Regions from separate parts of the Mus musculus genome. Here region 1 is linked to region 2. Evidence: chromatin contacts called from public Hi-C data. All regions are on one chromosome and are shown on one strand. The core of a region is the stretch at or near the end of the contact, and the rest is flanking DNA. Distances in the headings are between cores, read along the strand shown. Region 1 holds the start of Klf9 (Kruppel-like factor 9). Region 2 holds the start of Lpxn (leupaxin).

Region 1 (3,084 bases), core at 270-2,769, about 10 Mb before region 2:
AAACCACCTTGGCAAGCCCTGAAAAGTAGCCGCCATCCAGTTAAATGAGTCCTTAGTCATCCTAAAACGATTCACGCAGAGTGCGGCTCCCCTCCCAGGCCGACCCCTCCGTTGCAACCCCACCAGGGAATGGGATAAAAGCTGCGCCATTTGACTACCCTACCCCCCAGCGTCTCCCCAGGTGGGGCGACCCCGCAGCGGCGGGGTACGGAGTCCCGGGGGCGGGGCGGGTAAGGGAGGGGCGGGCCGGCTCCAGGCCGAGCCACGCAAGCCACTTGCTCAGAGCGGCGGTTGGGGGGGTGGGGGTGGGTTCGGGTGGCTCCTAAAGGTTGGAGCCAAGTAAGGAGAGAGTGCAGGAGTTAAGCAGCATCTTCTCCAAAATGTTTGCAGCCTCTAGGCCGAGTGCGGTGTCCTGGGCGCCCAGGAATGCTGGCCGGCCAAAGGTTAGCTAAAGCCCGAAGCGGGGGAGAGGCGACGCCGCTAACCTGTATGCACTCTGTAATGGGCTTTAAGATGGGAGGATTTTCCATAGACTTTCCCACAGCCACTGTAGGGGCACTTGTGCCTCTTTTCGGAGGCGTGTTTCCCCTTCGAAGCCACTCCAGAGTGGAGGAGGGAGAGTGGGCTGGGCGCGCTGCCAGAATCCTGTCTCTCCTCCGGGCTGTGGGAAGGACTCGACCCAGATTCGGTGGTCACGTCGCTGTCGGATCCTATATCCTCATCGGGACTCTCCAGACTGTCGCTGCACACCGAGGGGGTCTGGATGGGTCGGTATTTGTTGAGGTCCAACAAGCTCTTGGCGATAGTGACCAGCGTGCAATAATCCTTCCAGGTGTCCCCCGGGTCACCGTGTTCCTTGGTCACCTCGCGCTCAGGTAGTCGCAGCCGCTCGGCTTCCGGAGCGCCCCCGTGCTCCGGCACGGCGGCGCGGTTGGAGATGGAAACCAGACACTGGGCAGCCACGAAGTCCATGTAGGCGGCCGCGGACATGGTGCGGGCGACGGCAGCCCGGGCGGTGCGGCCAAACTTGAAGGTGGCTGCGGAGCTTCGGCTAGCCCTGCCCTGGCCTCGGACGACGAGCGCGGTGCGGCGCGGCCGAGGGGGCGGGGGCGCGGGAGCTTGCGACTCGCGGGAGCGCCGAGGCGACCTCAGCCCCTCATCTTTACGTAACCGGCAGCGCCTCCGCACGCAGCAGCCGCGGCCGGCTCCGCCGCTGTCGCCGCCGCCCTGCCCGGCGCCCCGCGCGATCCCACGATGGGCGCGCCCTCCTCGGAGAGATGCCACACGTGGCGGTCGCAAGTTTATTCGACTGCAAACGTGTCGGAGTCCCAGAGAAAGCCAACTGCGAGCCAGGCGCACGTCCTCGACCGCCTCTCCGCCGAGCTGACGCCCCGGGGCATCAGCCGAGTACGCGGACGAGGGGGGCCGGGGCTGAGTGGGGCTCCGCGCCTACGAGACACTTCTTCCCGCGTCCGCCGACGGCCGCTGAGCCCCTGGTCCTGCCGCGCCGCGCCTCTCCGGCATTCTCCAGCTCAGTAACAATTTCGCAGAATCCCATCACGTCACAATCCAGGCCCCCTCCAATTGGCCAGTGGGGAGGGTGATTCAACTCTGTTTACTTTCTCCCCCTGCCAGTCAGAAGGGCCCTTCGGTGGAGAGGTGCGTCTAGAACTACGGCGCGCGGCCAATCCGACCGTTCCGTTCCGCCGCCGCGTGCTGCCCCTCCAGCCCCGAACGCTGACATTTAAAAGGGAAACTGCTCGGAGCCCGGCAACCAGCGGCTGCGCATCCCCGCAGATGCCGCCCAGACCGCGCGCGCGCCTACGCCTCCCGGCCCACGTGCCAGCTGGCGTGGCTTGGGAACGCTTCTCCCCTAGGCAGTTACGCCCATCCCTAGGGACGAAACAGAACTTCAACTTCGGGTTCCCAGCCCTCAAACAGTTAAGTGACTTCCTGCAAACGCTACAGTCCCAGCAACCAGGCTTCCAATCAAAAGTAAGTTGGTTGATGTCACTGGCATTGGCTCAGCCAATCAGAAGGGCGTTCCAAAAGGAAGCGCCCGACACTTGTAAACCTGCGGAGCAGAAGTGAATCGGACAGATCTTTTCATATTTGTGTTGCTGGTGCTAACTCTAAAATATAGATGGAAGGACGGGGTGCTTAATAAACTAAGTGTGAGTCAAATTTTAAACCCTCGATATGGCAGGCCACGTTGTCCAAGGACAGACTCGGATGAGACAGCATCAATTCGTTCTTGTTTGGAATGCAGCACTTAGATGTTTAAAAGTTCTTTCACCCCACACATTAACCAAGAGAAATTCATCTAAAATTTTTCACAGCTAACAAAAGATCCGGTTCCGTATTAAATGGTTCTTACACAAAAGCACCGCCATCTTGGCATTTTGCTAAACCTCCTACTTCCTTGGGCGCCTTTGACTCTAAATTCGCTCTGTCTTGAAGCTATCTTAACCCATAAACTGAGACCAATAAGACATTGCATTTGCATAACTTGAAAAAATCCTTTTCTTTGTAGGGACTCCTCCCTGTTCCTGCTGGGCAAGCCTTTCCTTCCTCTTGCTTCACAATTGTAGAGAACAAGACTGGTCTACCTTATCAGGTAGACGACCGCAGAACTCAAAAAAAAAAAAAAAAAAAAAAAAAAAAAGCACAGGGTTCCCGATTCCTGACTCTGCTTTAGAGGAGCCACCCCTGTGAAATATTAACTGTGTTAAATAGTCCTGAGAACTGGAATCATCCAGAGAGCCTTAACAACTGAATCTTGTGGCTTTACTTGGTCAACAATTAGTGTGGGGTTGGGAGTCTGATGAACTCAGTGTGCTTCTTCCTGAGATGAGTGCTGGGTTGTTTTCCATCATGATAGCTAAGGATCTACAGCAGGGCATACAGTCAACACTGCGGGTTTACAATCCCTCCATTGCCTGGCGGTGGTGGTGCACGCCTTTGATCCCAGCACTCGGGAGGCAGAGGCAGGCGGATTTCTGAGTTCGAGGCCAGCCTGGTCTACAGAGTGAGTTCCAGGACAGCCAGGGCTACACAGAGAAACCCTGTCTCGAACCCCCCCCC
Region 2 (3,498 bases), core at 28-2,527:
ATTATATAGAAAAGAATCTGGATTCTATACCAAAGTCCAAGATACAGCATTAACCACAATATTGAACTACATTTTACTGACAAAACAGTTAAGGATTTATTTAAAACACCCTTTTTTCCCTCAATAATTTCTATTCTCTTCTTTGTTCCTCTGTTTCTCCAGTTCTTAAAACACAACCCCAATAATTATTTTTAATGACAATGTACAAGCTTTGCATCTTATTATTGTTGGAAGTTTTTGCATAGCTACAAACACAATGTGGAATTAATACAGCTTGAAAAGTGGGTAAAAGTAACTTTGTGTAGCGATAACAAAAATAAATAGGTGATACAGATAGATGGATGGATGGATGGATGGATGGATGGATGGATGGATGGAAGGACAGATGGGCAGGCAGGCAGACAGGGAGGTATGTAGATGATAAAAAGTTGCCAAGGTATATGAAATGAGCCCCAAGGAGACAGACTTTACAGCTCCAGGCTTTTTGACCTAGGTTTCTCTGGACACAGTAGCCCAGCGGCACTTCTACTGACGTTTTCATTACCTCAGAGTGAAAGGATGGACTGTTTTTCTTGAGAAGCAATCTGCTCCTTCAAGATTTCTCTAAATAAAAAGCAACAAAACCTACTACAGTGATGGTCTACCTGTAGTCTAACAGTAAACTACAGAGAAATGAAAGCACTCTGGCCCTTTTGCAATCTCTACAGACCCTTTACACTGCTCGGTCATTTCACTGTCCTTGCACTATCCTCCCTTTCTCCTGGTTTCCTTTTCTTTCTTCTCTCCTTCCCTTCCTTCATTTAATGTCTTCTTCCTTTCCCATCCTTTTTTTTTTTTCTTCCAGTATCATATCTCCAAGCTGTAGAGCTGCCCTATGACCTCCAGTAGCTGCCAAGGGAAAAGGCACTTTCAATTACAATTCCTTCTGTTTCTTTGGCTGTCTGGTCTCAACGCTCTGCCAACTGTGCCGCTGCAAACAGCAACCCCATAGCTCCCCCAACAATGATAGTTCCTCCTGCCTCACTCTTGTTTGAATTGAGGACAGAAGTGAAAACAAAAATCTTTCAGTCCTATCCTCAGTTTGACTAGACCACACTTCATCATTACAGATGGGGATGGATGGCAGCCAGGCCCCCACTTCCTTAGAGCATCTTCTCCAAAGGCCCCTTCACTCACCCAGCTCTTCCATTGTCCTATACCTGCGATGCTCTAGTCTCGAAGATTGTGAAGAACTTTGTTGGCATGTGGTGAAGAAGAGGACCACAACGGAACTGAATGAGACAGTGCGAAGCAGCCTCTGTGACCCCTTTTGGTTCCTGTATTTGCTTAGCACTTCCTCACTTTTGATTTGCTGAATACTTTTTCTTTTCTAGTAGCTCAGGGTTTTTTTTTTGTTTTGTTTTGTTTTGTTTTTTGGTTTGTTTTTTTTTTGGGGGGGGGTTTTATATGTTTGTTTGTTGTTTTAATTGTGCTAACAGAAAAAGGCAGGTTGTGCAAGATTGAAGTTTTGATGCTACATTGGCCAAGGTGGCTATAAAAATTGAAAGTTAATTCTTTTTTTAATTTAAACACCTACTGTATTCAAGGGCTTATCTTGAACACACATAGAAATTTTAGGCTTATACTTAAAGAGTTTTCCAAGTTTAAGTTTCCCATTGCCCACTGCAGGCTATTTTCTGTCTCCTTCCTTTTCTTTCCTTCTCTTCCTCCTCCTTTTCCTATAAAACTAGAAGACCATGGAAGTACAGGTCCTTTCTTAAAATTTCTGATTAAATAGCATCAACTTCATTTCACTATTTGTACTTACTTAGTACAGCTGACCTCACTTCCCATACAAACTGTGATTTTTTAAAACAGACGTTTTAATAATTGTGTGTGTGTGTGTGCTCATGTAGGCATTCATAAGTTGTAAGAGTAAGAAAGCGCTCTCCTTGTACCACTGGGGTCCCACAGATGAAATTCATCAGACTTTTCAGCAAAGTGCCTTTATCTGCTAAGCAATCTCACTGGCCCAGATTATAGATTCTTTAAAGTTGAAGAGAAGTGGGTTCACTTTTGAATTCTCTGATCCTGGTTTATCCAGTTATTCAACATTCAAACGTCTACAGAATAAGGAAGAATCAATTGAGAAGATTTAAGATACTGGGTACTAAGCTTCCAGAATCTGAATTACAATTCCTGCTCAGTTCACAATTTCTCCAAAAAGGTGAGAGAGGTAGATTTTTATCTTATTGTGCCTTTGTTCATCTCAAAAGGAAACAAACAAACAACAAACGCATTTAACAGAAAATTGCCTAGAAAAGGCAGTATATAAAGAACTATAAGTATGGCCCTGTGAAGTGGGTTTTGTCCCAGTGTTTACCAAGAGACTAACAGGAATAGGGAGTAATAACTGGCTAGAAGAATAGAATAAAGGGATAGTTTTGTAATGATCATCTTTTAAAAGGAACAAGTCATTCATTTTACTAAAACCTTTTTTAAGAGGCTCGCTTTTTGTATTACTTTAAGCAGCCATTGGATGTCAGTGCTGTTCCAAACGTGCTCATTGCAAACAGCGCTAGAAAATTCATTCCTACTGATACCGTCGGGTTTTAGAACTGAAAAGGACACTAATCCTTTGAAAGCGCAAAACTCGGTAGACTATAAAACATTTGCCTTATCTGTGTGGCAAATGAGCCAGATGCTGGGAGGAAAAGAAGAAAGAAAAATGAACTTCTTTAAAAGTCTAAAATTTAATGGCTAATATAAAATTCTGAATCAGATTTCCAAACTTTGTATCTTTCCATACTGTTGTGTAGATTTTAACTTAAGACGTTTGCATCTTCGAAGTGTAAGGAGTCTCCTTGAAAGTCGTTTCCTGGTTGCAATGTGTAAAAGGCAACCCAAGGAATGCAAACAATGTTTAAGAGGGAAAGAAATGCATACAAACGTATAAGAGGCTGCATTACCACCAGTTGCGGTTTGAACGATTGGAAAGCCCCCTTTCCCCATCAGGAAGGTACTTAGCTGTAAACGCTAGTCAGAGCTGCTATTATGACTGTGTTTCCTGTGCCGCAGAAACATCTACAGACCGCAAAGGCATTCAGCCTCGGGGTGGAGAACGTGAGCGACAGCTAACTTATCCACAAAAAAATCAGTGAGTCACGCTAACCGGCTCTCCAGCTCCAGCACCACAGCCAACGGCAATTCCGTGGCGCCCCATCCCTACCAGGAAACAACTTTACACTTCGTCCTACACGTTTTATTAAAATTAAGTTGACAGACGCAGAACGAGTCCCTAACCTCCTGGGCTTCACAAGTGAGAGGCTCAACACAAGATGGAGGAATAAAAAGGAGCGTAGCTAACAGGTCGCAGAGGAGGCGTCAAATGACCAGACCGAAGTAAGTAAAGACTATGACGAGGGCACTTCGGAGCACTTACACAAAAAAAGATTAAAAGAAGTAGGATTCTCTCCCAGGGACCCCTAGCCTGTAATTGGCTCAATATTTTTGCCAGTT

Evidence for each region. Hi-C and Micro-C count contacts between places; a contact is called where the count stands out from the background.
Region 1: a contact with region 2 is called in a Hi-C map of B cells, with 5 read pairs.

The regions. Positions count from the first base shown.
Region 1 is chr19:23,139,661-23,142,744 of GRCm38.p6, reverse strand. It overlaps Klf9 (Kruppel-like factor 9), which reads right to left and starts at 1,519. Exons shown (of 2, transcript NM_010638.5): 1 at 486-1,519. The coding sequence starts at 990.
Region 2 is chr19:12,796,358-12,799,855 of GRCm38.p6, reverse strand. Lpxn (leupaxin) reads right to left here and starts at 1,277. Exons shown (of 9, transcript NM_134152.4): 1 at 1,177-1,277. The coding sequence starts at 1,189.